2 separate regions of the Pan troglodytes genome follow, and region 2 is linked to region 1. The links are chromatin contacts, called in public Hi-C maps. All regions are on one chromosome and are shown on one strand. Each heading gives the region's core, a stretch centred on a gene start, on an enhancer-like site or on the middle of the called end of the contact. The rest is flanking DNA. Distances are from core to core; before and after follow the strand shown.

Region 1 (7,585 bases), core at 2,741-5,240:
GTGCAAAATTGCCTCAATTGAGGACCACAGGATCACAATGCACATCATCATACTTAGGAAATGTAACATTGTTATATTACAATAATCTATATTTCATATTTGAATTTCCTCAATTGTCCCAAAATGTCCTTCTTTACCCTATAGTTTGTAAAATGTAAATCCGAGATTTAACAAGAATCACATAGTGCATCAATAAGAACCACATATTGCAGTTGTCAAGTCTCTTTCGCTTCCTTCAATATAGAGCAGTTCCCTAGCCTCTTTTGTTTGTTTCTCCTGGTATTGACATTTTTGAAAAGTCTAGCCCAGTGGTCTTCCAGAATATCCTTCAATTTGGAGATGTCAGATTGGTTCCTCGTTATAAGATTCACGAGTAATAGATATGTACACACAAACATATATGCAGGAATTCTACCTAGGTGATGTATCCAATTTTATCTATTTTCAAATGACTTTTTAGCTGTCATAACATTTAATTTAAAAAGCACCTCCCTGACCAGCGATTTGAAATATGTTTATCACATACGTAAATTTCCACATTGTAATTGGGTCTAAGATATATTTTCTTTTTTCCCCGCATTGATCTTATTGTCTACTTATGGGCTAATATACTGTTTTTATTAGAGACTATATTTCAGTATCTGGTAGGGCTAGACTGTATCATTGCTGTTTTCTTAAGTGTTTTTTTTAATGCTGGGTTATTTTTTCATGTTAACTATAGAATATAGCCCCATAAAAGTACTTTCAAAAAAAAAAACCTTCTGCATACCTTTTCAGTTTATGATGTTGCATTTTCCTTTTGAAAAGCAAGGTTTATTTTTTCTCTTGCTCAAGTTTCAGCTTTGTGTCTTTCAAGGAAGCATCATAAAGGTTTTTCACTTGTTAAGTTTATTCTTAGAGTATTTCTCTTCTTTGTTGGTATCGTAAGGGGGATTATCTCTTCCACTTTTCCTTATAACGGCTAGATTCTTACATAAATGAAGGTACTGATTTCTATGTCTAATTTTGTATCTTGCTACCATATTGAATCTCCTGTTGCTTCTAGGAGTTTCATGTTGATTGTATCTGTATCTCTTTTTACACTTTTATATAATTGCAGTGATTATCCATTTTGAAGTTCAAATTGCCCGTCTTTGGCCATTTTTGGCTCCTTTGTTTATTTGACACAAGCTCGAATGTCTTGAGAGCTTACTTGCTTTCTGACACTGTAAGAGTTCCAGTCTCATATTGTACATTTACTGCCTCAGACCTAGAATCAGCCATTTCTCAAAGGTGTCCTTGTTGCTTCCAGTGAAAAAGGTATTTGGATGCTACAATCTGCACTGAAAGATGTTCATGGTTAAATGGCTTATCATTTCCCAGACTCTTCAACACAAGATCTAGGGGAGATGTAGTTTTTCAAAGAAAGATGAAAATAAATAATAAATTTATGTTGGTAATCCAATTCTAATAGAAGGTTATAGAGTTTTTACTTATTTGATTTTATATTGCATCTTCTTTCCCCTGTGCTGAAAATCATGGCTCCTAAATGATATTAACAGAATTATTTACTTTTCTGCATAATATATATAATAGTTTCCAAAATCTACCAGTATTACAACTATTAGTAAAAATGTTAGATGTAGTTAAATACAATTAGGCTTATTTATCTCATGTTGTTTTAAAATCTAGGTTGCTTGCTGGGTGCAGTGGCTCATGCCTGTAATCCCAGCACTTTGGGAGGCTGAGGCAGGTGGATCACTCAAGGTCAGGAGTTCAAGAGCAGACTGGCCAATTGCGCCACTGCACTGCAGCCTGGGTGACAGAGGGAGACTCCTTCAAAAAAAAAAGAAAAATCTAGGTTGCTCAATTAAAAAGAAAATTAAATCCAAAATCCAAAATGGAAAAGAACCTTAAATATATCTAACGTTTTCTTTTTGAGTGGAATATCTAATTCATAATTTCATTATTTATTTAAATTATCAGTTTTGTTCTGAACACTCTTTAGCTGCATCTTGTCAACTCTAATATCATGTTCTCATTTTTTTCTAGAAATTCTCATTAGCAATTGATATTTCCCTTTGAGACAAGCTATGTTTAATAGAAAAATTTTAAATTTCAAAATGGGGCTTTCTTATGTTTTGATTATAAATTTCTAGTTTTATCATATTATGGTGAATATTTAGATCATTTTTATGTGATTTACTGGGGCATACATGTCTGTATTGTAAATTAGAGTCAATTTTCTAAGTGTTTTTGTATTTTTTTGTCTAATTAAGAGAAATGTACTATAGTCTGCTATTATTAGTGTATTTCAATTTCTCTTTGAATCTCTTATAATTCCTACTGTATGAAAGTAGCTGCTGTGTTATTCACTGCATACCTTTTCATAAATCTTTTATTTTCACTGGGAATTGTAGCCTTTAGGATTATAAGATGTTCTTTGTCTCAATAACGGTTTTTGGTCTGAATTTTATTTTATTGAATTGCAAAATCTCAATTCTTTCTTTTTTTAATTTGCATTTTCTCAGTAGAACTTTACCCATCCTTCCTTTCCTTGTTAGCATTTCTGAATTGTTTTGTTTTAGGTGGGTCTTTGTCTTTTATATACAGCATAGAGTTGGGTTTTCCTTTGAAATCAACCTGTTTTTCTTTTTGTTTTAACACTGAGGTTGAGCCCTCTGTTGGCTGATATGTTTGGTCTCAGCTATCTCCTGTATTATATTTACCTGTGTAATATGTAGCATATTTGATGGTGATACGTGCTATTGAGGAAAATAAAGGAGAAAGGGTGCATAAAAAATGCTGGGGAGAATATTCTATTTTAAATAGTGATCAGGGAAGGCCTCACGGAGGAAGTGATTTTTGCACTTGAAATAGGCAAAAGAATGAATCGTTTGGATAAATGAGGTAAGATTGTTCCTGACAGAGGACAGCTAGGGCCAAGGCCCTGAGGCATAGAGTAGCTAGTGTGCTCTAAGGAACAGCAAGGGAGCTGGTGTGATCAAAGTTGGTAAGCAGGAGAACAGTAGGAGATAAGACCAGAGGATCAGATAGGGCCCTGTCAGTAGGGAGCAGAGAATCCCTCCTTCAAGAGAAATTTTGGTACCAGATGTTGAAATAATACATCTGCCATACCACAGTAATAAATTAATAACTCTATGAGAACACATAAATAACCCTGGGAATTCCAGCCTAGGTAGGAGAGGAAACTAGGCTTGCGGGTATGATATTTTGGGTACAACTCAAATTATGCATGAAAGTAGCTTCGTATTTGCTAACTTTGGTGGTTGGATTACTAAAGCACCTTTCCCAACCTGTACGATTGCAGGAATCCTTGACTGTTCTTCAAGTCTCTCATATTTCAGTTTGTAGTTCATATCCTACCTCCAAACGTATCAGATATAGATAACAACTATAGCTTTTGGCTATTTATCTGAAGCTGTACATTTACAGAGGAAGAATTTTATTGCAACATTCATATTAATGAAAGGTATTTTGACTAATACATGTTCAAAAAGCATGAAAACACTAAAATTCTATACTCAGAAGCTTGATTAAAGGACAGAAAATGAGATTTTTTTGAATTTTTTTAAAAAGTCAAGTATTAGTTTTTAAAGAGTTTTTTGTATTTTTTGTTTTTCTTTTTATAGGAAATCTGTTTTGACAGAAAACTATATGGCAAATGTGTGCATGTGTGTGTGTGTGTTGGGGAGGAATAGGGATGAATTCAGTCTGTAATCTAGAAAAACTGTGTCCAGGATAGGAACAGAGAAGGGACAAACTTTATATGTATACACAGGATTACTTTTTCCTTTTCATGATGTGTTTTATTGGGAAGCATTTACATGTTTTCTTTCTCTTTTCCTCCTTTTTTTTTTCTCCTGCACTTTTCTTTTTCTTAAGCTAAGCTGTCACAGTGAAATACTGTGACTAAGCCACAACTCATATAGAAAACTGAACGGTGCATTGTAAAATAGGACACAAAACAAAAGACTTCATCCGAGAGCTGAGATCATCACGAGTACACAGACCCACTGCAGTAATTCAACAGTGTTTCTCAGAGCCCAGGACAATTTCTTCAATTCTTGATATCCTACTGCCCCCTGCTGTTCATGTGGAAGCACTGACTACAGAAATTAAAGTTTTCATAACATTGCACAGGTTTTAGTGCAATGTTAGCGTGCTATCAAAGAAAGTTAAGTAGTTCAAAGATTTAAACAGAGTAATTTAAGGAATTGCTTTCTAAAAGGCTGAATATCAAAGAAATTACAAAGCAACTTTCTCTACTGTCTGATATGTTGAAGAGAGCTCTAATCCAGTTATTTGGCTAATGAATCCGGTTTCGTTTTTAAGTTTCTGAGGGGAGCAGAGCAGAAGGCAATTGAGGTAGCTTAGAGATAAATTAGTAAAGATAGAGCAGGGAGTAGATGGAGCAAATGAACGGCAAAATGTGCAAGAAGGAGGGGGTAATGAATAATTTACATCCTCGAGGGTAAAGCAGTTCAGTCCTGAACAGATCGTTTACATTCCTCCGGGGGGTCGGGCAGAAACGGGCTCCACGGAAAAGCCCGGATGGGCCATTTGTGAGCCTCAGCTCTTCTGCCTCCTGCTCCTGGATTTGATCATGGAAACCTCTCAGGGCCGTTAGGATGAGTTGGAGCCTCTGAAGCAGAGCAGAGGCACATCATCTTTAGAGCTGATTTCCTGGGCTTCTCTGCAATTTGTAAAGAGCTCAGGGGCTGTCTCCTGGATGTAAGTCAGCCCATGTGCAAATGCGTATGTGTGAGCATGCGAGTAGGATGTTATATGTTCCACGTTTTAGACTCTGAGGGCTGCTAGTTCCGGCATGGCAGACCTTCCCCTTGGGATTAACTAATAAGGTGCTAGCGTTCCCCGTCACTCAGCAAAAGTAGTTAGAAGCTTGGGGCCTTGCTTCGGCATTTGTTTTTTTGCTGGGACTCTTTCTCCATGAGGAACACGACTGGAGAAGAAACGTTCGATATTTAGAAAATTAAATGTATCCATGTTATGATAGATGTAGAAATCCAGTCCAAACTGCTCGTGAAAGATGTAGTTTTTGCTATAAGTACTATAGGAGTGTCACTTCTAAAACTTCCAAAGTTCCTACTTCAAAGGCACAATGATGGATTTTAAAAAATAAAACTTTGAGAAAACATTTACATGGTTTATTTCAGGTAACAATTAATAACCTGATTCCTTAATGCTTGGGGCTGTTACGTTCATAGCATTGCTTTTAGTGCTATCATTTCCTATTTCTCTTGTATGACATATTGTATTAGTCTGTTTTCATGCTAGTAATAAAGACATACCTGAGACTGGGCAATTTACAAAAGAAAGAGGTTTAATTGGACTTAAACTTCCACGTGGCAGGGGAAGCTTTACAATCATGACAAGGCAAGGAAGAGCAAGTCATGTCTTACGTGGATGGCAGCAAGCAAAGAGAGAGAGCTTGTGCACGGGAATTCCTCTTTTTAAAACCATTAGATCTCATGAAACTTTTTCATATCACGAGAACAGCATGGGAAAGACTTGCCCGCGTGATTCAATTACCTCCCACCAGGTCCCTCCCACAACACGTGAGAATTAAAGATGCGATTTGGGTGGGGACACAGCCAAACCATATCATTCCTCCCCTGGCTCCTCCCAAATCTCATGTCCTCACATTTCAAAATCAATCATGCCTTTTCAACAGTCCCCCAAAGTCTTAACTCATTTCAGCATTCACTCAAAAGTCCACATCTGATACAAGGCAAGTCCCTTCTGCCTATGAGCCTGTAAAATCAAAAGCAAGTTAGTTACTTCCTGGATACAATGTGGGTACAGGCATTGGGTAGCCATTCCAAATGGGAGACATTGGCCAAAAGAAAGTTGCTACAGGCCCCATGCAAGTCCGAAATCCAGCGGGACAGTCAAATCTTAAAGCTCCAAAATGATCTTTTTTCACTCCATGTCTCACATCCAGGTCATGCTCACAAAAGAGGTAGGTTCCCATGGTCTCGGGCAGCTCCGCCCCTGTGGCTTTGCAGGGTACAGCACTCCTTCTGGCTGTTTTCAGGGGCTGGCCTTGAGTGTCTATGGTTTTTCCAGGCACACGGCGCAAGCTGTTGGTGGATCCACCATTCTGGGGTCTGGAGGATGGTGGTCCTCTTCTCACAGCTCCACTAGGCTATGCCTCAGTAGGGACTCTGTATGGGGGCTCTGACCCCACATTTCCCTTCCACACTGCCCTAGCAGAGGTTCTCCATGAGGGCCCCACCCCTGCAGCAAACTTTTGCCTGGGCATCCAGACATTTCCATACATCTTCTGAAATCTAGGTGGAGGTTCCCAAACCTCAAATCTTGACTTGTATGCACCCACAGGCCCAACACCACATGGAAGCTGCCCAGGTTTGGGGCTTGCACTCTCTGAAGAAACAGCCTGAGCTGTACCTTGGCCCCTATTAGTCACCGCTGGAGTGCCTGGGACTCAGGGCACCAAGTCCCTAGGCTGCACACAGAATGGGGACCCTGGGCCTGGCCCAGGTAACCATTTTCTCCCAGGCCTTCTGGCCTGTGATGGGAGGGACTGCCATGAAGACCTCTGACTTGCCCTGGAGACACCTTTCCCATTGTCTTGGGGATTAACATTCAGCTCCTCGTTACTTATGCAAATTTCTGCAGCCAGTTTGAATTTCTCCTCAGAAAATGGGTTTTTCTTTTCTATCACATTGTCAAGCTGCAAATTTTCCAAACTTTTTATGCTCTGCTTCCCTTATAAACTGAATGCATTTAATAGCACTGAAGTCACATCTTAAATGCTTTGCTGCTTAGAAATTTCTTCTGCCAGATACCCTAAATCATCTCTCTCAAGTTCAAAGTTCCACAAATCTCTAGGGCAGGAGCAAAATGCTGCCAGTCTCTTTGCTAAAACATAACAAGAGTTACCTTTGCTCCAGTTCCCAACAAGTCCCTCATCTCCATCTGAGACCACCTCAGCTTGGACCTTATTATCTATGTTGCTATCAGGCTTTTGGTCAAAGCCATTCAACAAGTCTTTAGGAAGTTCCAAAGTGTCCCACATTTTCCTGTCTTCCTATGAGCCCTCCAAACTGTTCTAACCTCTACCTATTACCCAGTTCCAAAGTTGCTTTCACATTTTTGGGTGTCTTTTCAGCCACACCCCACTCTACTGGTACCAATTGACTGTATTAGTCCATTTTTCATGCTGCTGATAAAGACATACCTGAGACTGGGCAATTTACAAAAGAAAAGGGTTTAACTGGATTAGTTCCATGTGGCTGGGGAAGCCTGGGGAATTCCTCTTTTTAAAACCATCAGATCTCATGAAACTTACTATCAAGAGAACAGCATGGGAAAGACTTGCCCCCATGATTCAGTTACTTCCCACTGGGTCCCTCCCACAACACGTGGGAATTCAAGATGAGATTTGGGTGGGGGCATAGCCAAACCATATCACTTATTAATATTTATTTTCTCAGAGTTATATTCTCCATTTGGGCAGTGCTAAAGATGAGAAGAAACACAGGGCAGGCTGTGTCTTTAAGACTTTTATAGTAATTTAGAAAACTGTAGAACCATAGCA
Region 2 (7,132 bases), core at 1,903-4,402, 290 kb before region 1:
CTGGGGGGCAACCCAACTGGCATTCTAGGGTATCTCCCGTACCCTCGCTTCCTACTCCCCACATGTACAAAGCAGAAAGTTGATCCATTCTGCAAACGCAAAAACCACACCGCGATCATTCATCAACTTGCACAAGTGATCACCGCCCCCAGGACAAACACACCAGTAACCAAATCATAGGGATCGATAGGCAGCCCGAGCCTCGCCTTGCCCAGGAGACGGCGGGAGGTGCCACCGCGGCGGCAGCGGGTCCAGGTATCGAAGCCCTCAGCCTTTCAGACCTGGGCGGCCACTGCCGTCTCCCAAACACCCAGCCCGGGTCACAATCCCCAGATTGGAGATAGGAACCGACCAGGGAAAACACATTCGCCAAAGCCCACAGCGGCAAGTGCAGGGCCACCAGGTCTGCGAGGTCGGGGTGGGGGGAGCTAGGAAACAAGGAGGGAGGAAGAGGGCGAGGGATCCCACCCCGGCTTTGTTGCTGGTCACCATCAAGTTTGCATCTTAGTACAAAATGTCGATCTTAAAGGCTGACAAGACAGAGGCAGAGGCAGTGGGAGAAAGAGAAACGGAATAGAGTCCATCTTGCTTTGGGAAAGAGGGGGGAGGAAAAAATGAAGTGCAAATACCACACTCCGGGCGTAAAAGTCTGCTAAACACCTTTCCATAACGGAGGAGCAACGAGTGGGGTGTCCCCGTGCCCGTGCCTGCTCGAACTGGCGGCGGTCTGGGCAGAAAACGCCTCCCTCTCCTCCTCTTCCTCCTTCTTCCCCTCCTCCTTCTCCCTCTCCTCCTCCTCCTCCCGCGGGCCCCGGCGAAGATCCCGCAGCCACTGCCTCTGCCTCCGCTGCCCCCCAGGGAGGCACCGCCGGCGCCCGGCCCGGCGCTGCCATTCCGGGCTTGGACCGCGCGGCGCAGAGCGCGTGGGGCCGGACCCGGGGTGGCCGCGCGGGGACGTCCGCGCCGGGGACCCCCGGCGCCCCTGGGCCGCTGGCTGCCTACAAAAGTCGCGCGAGCAGAGGTGGCGGCGGCGCGCAGGGGCGGGGGGCCGCGTGGGGGCCCCCACGCCGCGAGTGGGCAACCCCAGGAGATGGCGAAGAACGCCCCTCCCCGCGCGGGGAAAGTACCCCAGTCCCAGTCAGCCACCCCGGGAACGGCAGCCCGGCGTCCGCGGCCGGGAGAAGAGAACTGGACGTGTCATTAGCAGGACAGGCAATGGTTTCAAAGCCCCAGGCCAATGACCATTAGCAGAGGCAGAGCTCGCTCCGTCCCCATCCCCCACAACCTCCACCCACCTTCCCCTTCGCCCCCCCCCCCACCTCCACCCCACCTCGCGAAACTTTTCAACAAGATCCACCTGGACTAATTTGTCCACAGACAGTTAAAATATTGACTAGACCCTACACACCGGGAAGGAAGGGGAATGCACGCTTTATTTTCCTTCCTACAGAAAGGAAAGCAAAAAATAGCTTCTCTCTCTGTCTCTCCCTCTCCCCCCCCCCTCTGTCGTACATGTTGTGTCTTAGCTTTTTGCATCGTTTCGTTTTACCTTCCTCATTTAGCAGAAATGATCGCGGCTATTTCACACATAAACGTGTTCCAGATTCTGGGATTCAGGGTCCTTGTAAATTACAGGACTCGGGTTCGGTCTCAGTTATGTTAAGTTTCATACAATACCAAAAAATAAATAAAATATGATAATAAATTTCAGAGGGTGAGTGAGCGAGACGAGGTGGAGGAGGAAAAGAAACCTCGAGTCTGATTTCTGTAATTTACTAGCGACCCGGATCGCAGCAAATAACAGTGTAACACGAGTGTGGCTTAAGAGGGCTAGGGAGCTCGTTCTAGAGGCATCGACCCCATCCCCGGATAAAGGATCTGCAAGTTTTCTGTCATCGCGACCAGGCAAAGCCGTAACTTACCTTCAGAAACAAGACTTTAAACGGCCAAGGCCTTCCTCCTCCCCTCCACCACCACCCTCAGCCTCGCTCTCTCCACCTTAAACTTATTGACACAACATAATCCCACATTCAAGCAAAATCCTGACACAGCCTCCCTCCTCCTCTTCCCCCTCCTCTCTTCCCTCCCGTTCTCTCTCTCCCTCTCTCTCTGTCTCCCTCTCTCCCCCCCCCTTCCCTCCCTCTTCTCTCTCCCCTTCTCCCTCGCCCTCTTCCCCCTCTCCCCCTATTCTTCCTCCAGGCTACTCTGGCACTAAAACAGCACTTTCTCTACTCGCCGCGCATTTGGGTAGGGGTGGGGGGTGAGAGGGCACTGATCTGCGGGGCCGGAACACCCAAATCCCAACTCTCCAGATGAACGAGCAACTGGGCTGCTGTTCCCGGTCACCAACGCAGACGAAACGTTCAATAAATCCACCGAAGGCTGGCTCCTCGTACCTTCCTCCACTGCCCCTGCTCCCCAGGCCCCACCTCCCCGGCAGCCGAGACCAGGCAGGGCTCCACGTACTTTTCGCCGAGATGAAGTTTGGGGCTCCCGGGGCGGCCACGAGCCGTCCGCCGGCGTGAGGGCTCTGTTGTTGTTTTCCTGGGGCCGCTCCAGCCCGCGCCCCGGCGCCCGTGCCCCTCTCAGGCGGCGCTGCCTGTGTGCCGAGAGGTGCTGGTTGCAAACGCAGCCTGGCACCGGCTGGCCTACTACTCCCCAGCCCGGCCCCCAGCCTCCCGCTCGCAGGGCACTGCCTCAGCGCCCCCCGCCCCCCGGCCCCAGCCGGCGCGGCCGCCGCGACCCTCGCCCCCGACCTCTCCCGACCCAAAGTTTTGGCGGAGGGGGAAAGTGCCCAGGGAGCGGGCCGGCTGGCGGCGGCTCCGGACGCGCGGGGTTCCCTCCGTCTTCCTCAAGTCCACCCTACCGGCTGCCGCCGCCGCCGCCGCCGCCGCCGCCGCTGCTCCTGCCGCGGAGTCCTTGGGGCTGCAGCCCGGCGGCTCGCAAGTGAGTAGGAAAACAGAAAGTGAGGGGAGTGCGCCCGGGGAGGGCTGGGGATGGGGGGCGCCTACCTCGCGGGCTCGCCGGGCGTGAGGGCGTGTGTGTAGCTAGCCCTCAGCGGCCAGTCAGGGTTTCTCTATGGGAAAGTGGAGAGAAGCTCGCGGAGCCGCTCTGCCTCCGCTTCACTGTACACTGCTCCACATACAGTACATGCAACCCGGAGAGACTGAAAACACTCATTTTATATAAGGCAGCCTGCCATTGGCCCGCGCAGTGACGGACAGGCCGCGCAGCCAAACAAGAGGCCCGTTACACCCAAACACACGCACACATACACACATTTTACAGAGACACACAAAGATCATCACATTTTCTATTTTCTAATGTTCGGGACCTGTAGACAGTAGGAGAGGACAGGTAAAGAGGCCCAGCAGAGTGGGGTAAAGGGGAAAACCCCTGTCTGCACCAAGTTGCAAGGCTTGAAACTGGTGTCCTTTTGACTTGGGAGGGTTATGGTAATAAACTACAACTCCACTGGATATGGAAGTGAGGGGGGTTTTTCATCGCTGCCTTTTGGTGCCCCATGGAAGAGGCCTGCATTGTGTTACGATTTTACAGCCTGACCCGGCTAACAAGTGGCCAAGAAAGGCTTTTATCACCTTGGATTTCTTTTGTCAATGGGTTAGCTATCACATAGGCCAAAATAGTGCAAGATAAGTTTATCAGGACTCTAATGCATTGAGGTTGTTAGTGCCTCATTCGTAGGTAGATTCAAAAAAATCAATATAACAACACACAAAGATAAACATTTTGCTGAAATAGCCAAACAACTTTTAACTGGTCAGTGGACTGCCATCACCTGTGTGGACATGCAAACTGTGCTGTTAGGTAAAATAAGTCATGGAGGATTGGCTATTGACCCTTAGCCTTCAAAACAGACCTTTGATTCAATATACACATGATTTATATTTTGCATATTATGTATAAAAATATATGATTCTTTACATATTTCGCATCTCATGTGAACATCATATGTTGCATGACTTTTGGAGATGATGAACCTCAGGACTGGTCTTTCTGATTGTTTTTCAACAATGCAACTTCGGAAGATTATGTGAGACAGTTCAATACAAATAAGTCAACAGGTTGGTGGAAAGAAGTCAAAGCTGGAAATTAGAAGGAATAAATTGTAGATTAAACTCTTTAACCAGCTGAGCAATCTTGAGCAAGTTACTTAACCTCTCCAATGCTCAGACTTGATTTTGATTTTTAAGATTAAAATAAGAAGCTTTTCCAGATTCCCTCAATTAAATGTTTATTCAGCATCTACTATGTGTCAGGCATTATCTTAGGCCTAGATGTTTTCTTAGGGTTCCTTCCGTTTTAAGAGTTGGTGAATTATTCTTAAATACAAACATTTTGGAGATTACATAAACACTACGATTTTATGGCCTAGGTAAGTAGCTTTAAAACTTAAAGAAAACCCGACTAAGGCAACTTATTTCAATTCCCCTTTTATTTCCTTGATGCTGTCTTAAGGTTTTTCTCTCGCATCCATAAAATTGTTAAAAGAGTGTATGTGTGCATGTGAGCACTCCTGTGTAAGAGGGAGAAAGAGAAACAAAATCAGAAAAGTTTAAAAAGTTCAGAAAACAAAGTGGTATTTAGAAATGTGATGTTTATTTTTTTAGAAAAATCATTTTTAAAAGGAAAAGTATATAAAAATCACAGCATTTTATTTTATTTTATTTTATTTTATTTTATTTTATTTTTGAGATGGAGTCTAACCCTGTAGCCCAGGCTGGAGTGCAATGGCGTGATCTCAGCTCACTGCAACCTCCGCCTCCCGGGTTCAAGAGATTCTCCCACCTCAGCCTCCCGAGTAAGCTGGGACTACAGGCACCTGCCATCACGCCTGGCTAATTTTTGTATTTTTGTAGAGACAGAGTTTCACCATGTTAGTCAGGCTGGTCTCGAACTCCTGACCTCAGGTGTTCCACCTGCCTCAGCCTCCCAAAGTGTTGAGATTACAGGCATGAGCCACGGCGCCCAGCCAATCACAGCATTTTAAACAGATAATATCAAAGTTTGTATTAGGTGCGGGCGCGGTGGCTCACACCTGTCATCCCAGCACTTTGTGAGATGGAGGCGGGTGGATGACCTGAGGTCAGGAGTTCGAGACCAGCCTGACCAACACGGTGAAACCCCCGTCTCTACTAAAAATACAAAAAATAGCTGAACATGGTGGTGGGCACCTGTAATCCCAGCTACTCGGGAGGCTGAGGCAGGAGAATCACTAGAACCCAGGAGGTGGAGGTTGCTGTAAGTCCAGACTGCACCATTGCACTCCTGCCTGGGGGACAGGGCGAGACTCCGTCTCAAAAAAAAAAAAAAAAAAAGTCTATTAATGGCAGTTTCATTTAGTTGACACAAGGAACAAAATGTTCTTTATCCACACTACACTGCTCTGAGGTCAGTGCTAAGTATTATCACCTCTAGTTTACCCATAGGAGAAATGAGTCAGGGACAAGTTATATAGCCTGCTCCATATTGCACAGAATGATAATGAAGAAGGAACTTAAACTGAGGACTTTTAATACCCAGCACAGGTTTTGAGTAATTTGACAACCCTTCCCTCCAAATCGTGAACTTCAGAGGCAAGAGGGAATTAGAGGGAAAACCAAAAAAACTTTCTTAGAATTTCACTGTGCTCCTTTTTGAAAAGGAAAAAAAGTCGACAGGAGTTGCTACATTTAATTGCAGAGTGAAGTGTTGTGCATTATTTGCTAGTAGAACTATGTTGTGAAAAATAGAAAAGCCTAGCCTACTCCCCACTCTTATCCCCAACCTCCAACCATAGGAAAACATTCTTCATATTTTTATGGTCACAAGATATTTTTGTTGAATTACACTTAGCTTAGCAGAATTATTTAGAGGTGCGGTCTTCAAACTTTTAGATCACACATTGCTATCAGTAAAATGTTTGAGCATGTAGTCTCAATATGTATATTCATGTACACATTAAAAATTCACCACTGGGCCAGGCATCGTGGCTCACACCTGTAATCCCAGTGCTTTGGAAGGCCAAGGCAGGAGGACTGCTTAAGGCCAGGAGTTCAAGACCAACAGTTTGAGACCAGCCTGATCAAGATAGAGAGACACTGTCTCTACCAAAAAAGAAAAAAAAAATGCACCATTGCATAGATATATTATTTATTATTATAAATCATATATTTACAAAAACAAAATTTAAAAGCATGAGATAAAAATAAATAAGAGTTTAATTTCTTCTATAGTCCATAGAAGTGTGGATTCCTATGATAGAGTCTTAGCACATGCTCCAGGACTTTGCATTCCAGTTTGGACACCTCTGAGAGTGCAAGGTGCTAACTGACCAAGACTGATGCAGAAGAACATAAAGTGTATTGCAGTGACTTCCTATAAGTCATTACTGCTACTAGAAAATTGTTAGGTCCACAGGCCTTCGGATTGAGAGAATGACACTTTTTTAAACACATATTATATGTTGGTACCATATTTCCATTGGGCGTCATGTTCCAGCATAAGCCATTTTTCAATATTCTTTGGCAGAATATTTATTGAGAGGGTTCCATGTGCTCTTGTGCATGTCAGATGCCAGAAAAGGAAAACTACCTGCTCCTAGGAGAAGGGATAGAATAGAATTCCATTCTACTGTGTGGTCCGTAGGGCCTCACTGCTAAGTAAGGAAAAGAGGCTTAGAGCTAACTTTAATGTAGTATTTTACCATTTTGGAAATACTTTTAAAATGTTTATTACCTCATTTGAGAATAAATACCAAGAAATTTTAAATGCTAGTTATGCTCGAAACTTAAAATATGATCAGAAAAAATCATAGCTTTCATGGAGTTTACTTAATTTTTATAATGTAGGGTTATGAAAATAAAAACAATGGTTGGTTACTTGGGCAAAATGGCATTAAAAAGGGACGACCCTTTTCCCTTTTTGTTTTCACATTTGATGACCAATCACAGACTCAACTTACATGATTATCGTACTTCTTCTCATGGCTTTGTCTGTTTTCTAAATTTTATTTTATATGGGCCATTTTTTGTGACATAAAATAATTTTGGGAAAGTAAATTTAAGTGTGTGTTTAAATGTGTATAAACAAATGTATATATTGTTTAAATGTATGCCTACACATAATTTAT

What was found. Hi-C and Micro-C count contacts between places; a contact is called where the count stands out from the background.
Region 2: a contact with region 1 is called in a Hi-C map of stem cell-derived neural progenitor cells, with 4 times the contacts expected there. The contact joins the promoter of BBX here to the enhancer-like site in region 1. A contact is called at or near these places in 2 of 7 Hi-C or Micro-C datasets (induced pluripotent stem cells and stem cell-derived neural progenitor cells) and 1 of 1 datasets of contacts at active chromatin or transcription factors (stem cell-derived excitatory neurons).

Annotation. Positions count from the first base shown.
Region 1 is chr2:110,578,481-110,586,065 of NHGRI_mPanTro3-v2.0_pri, reverse strand. It overlaps the pseudogene LOC460978. Among named protein-coding and RNA genes, the nearest start is that of CCDC54, 140 kb to the left of the region's middle. Within about 2 kb of position 3,990, at least 10 of the 24 cell types and tissues checked have an H3K27ac peak or open chromatin away from gene starts, as enhancers often do. A contact at or near this core is called in stem cell-derived neural progenitor cells, where this site is marked.
Region 2 is chr2:110,864,134-110,871,265 of NHGRI_mPanTro3-v2.0_pri, reverse strand. BBX (BBX high mobility group box domain containing) reads right to left here and starts at 3,152. Exons shown (of 18, transcript NM_001280179.1): 1 at 3,012-3,152.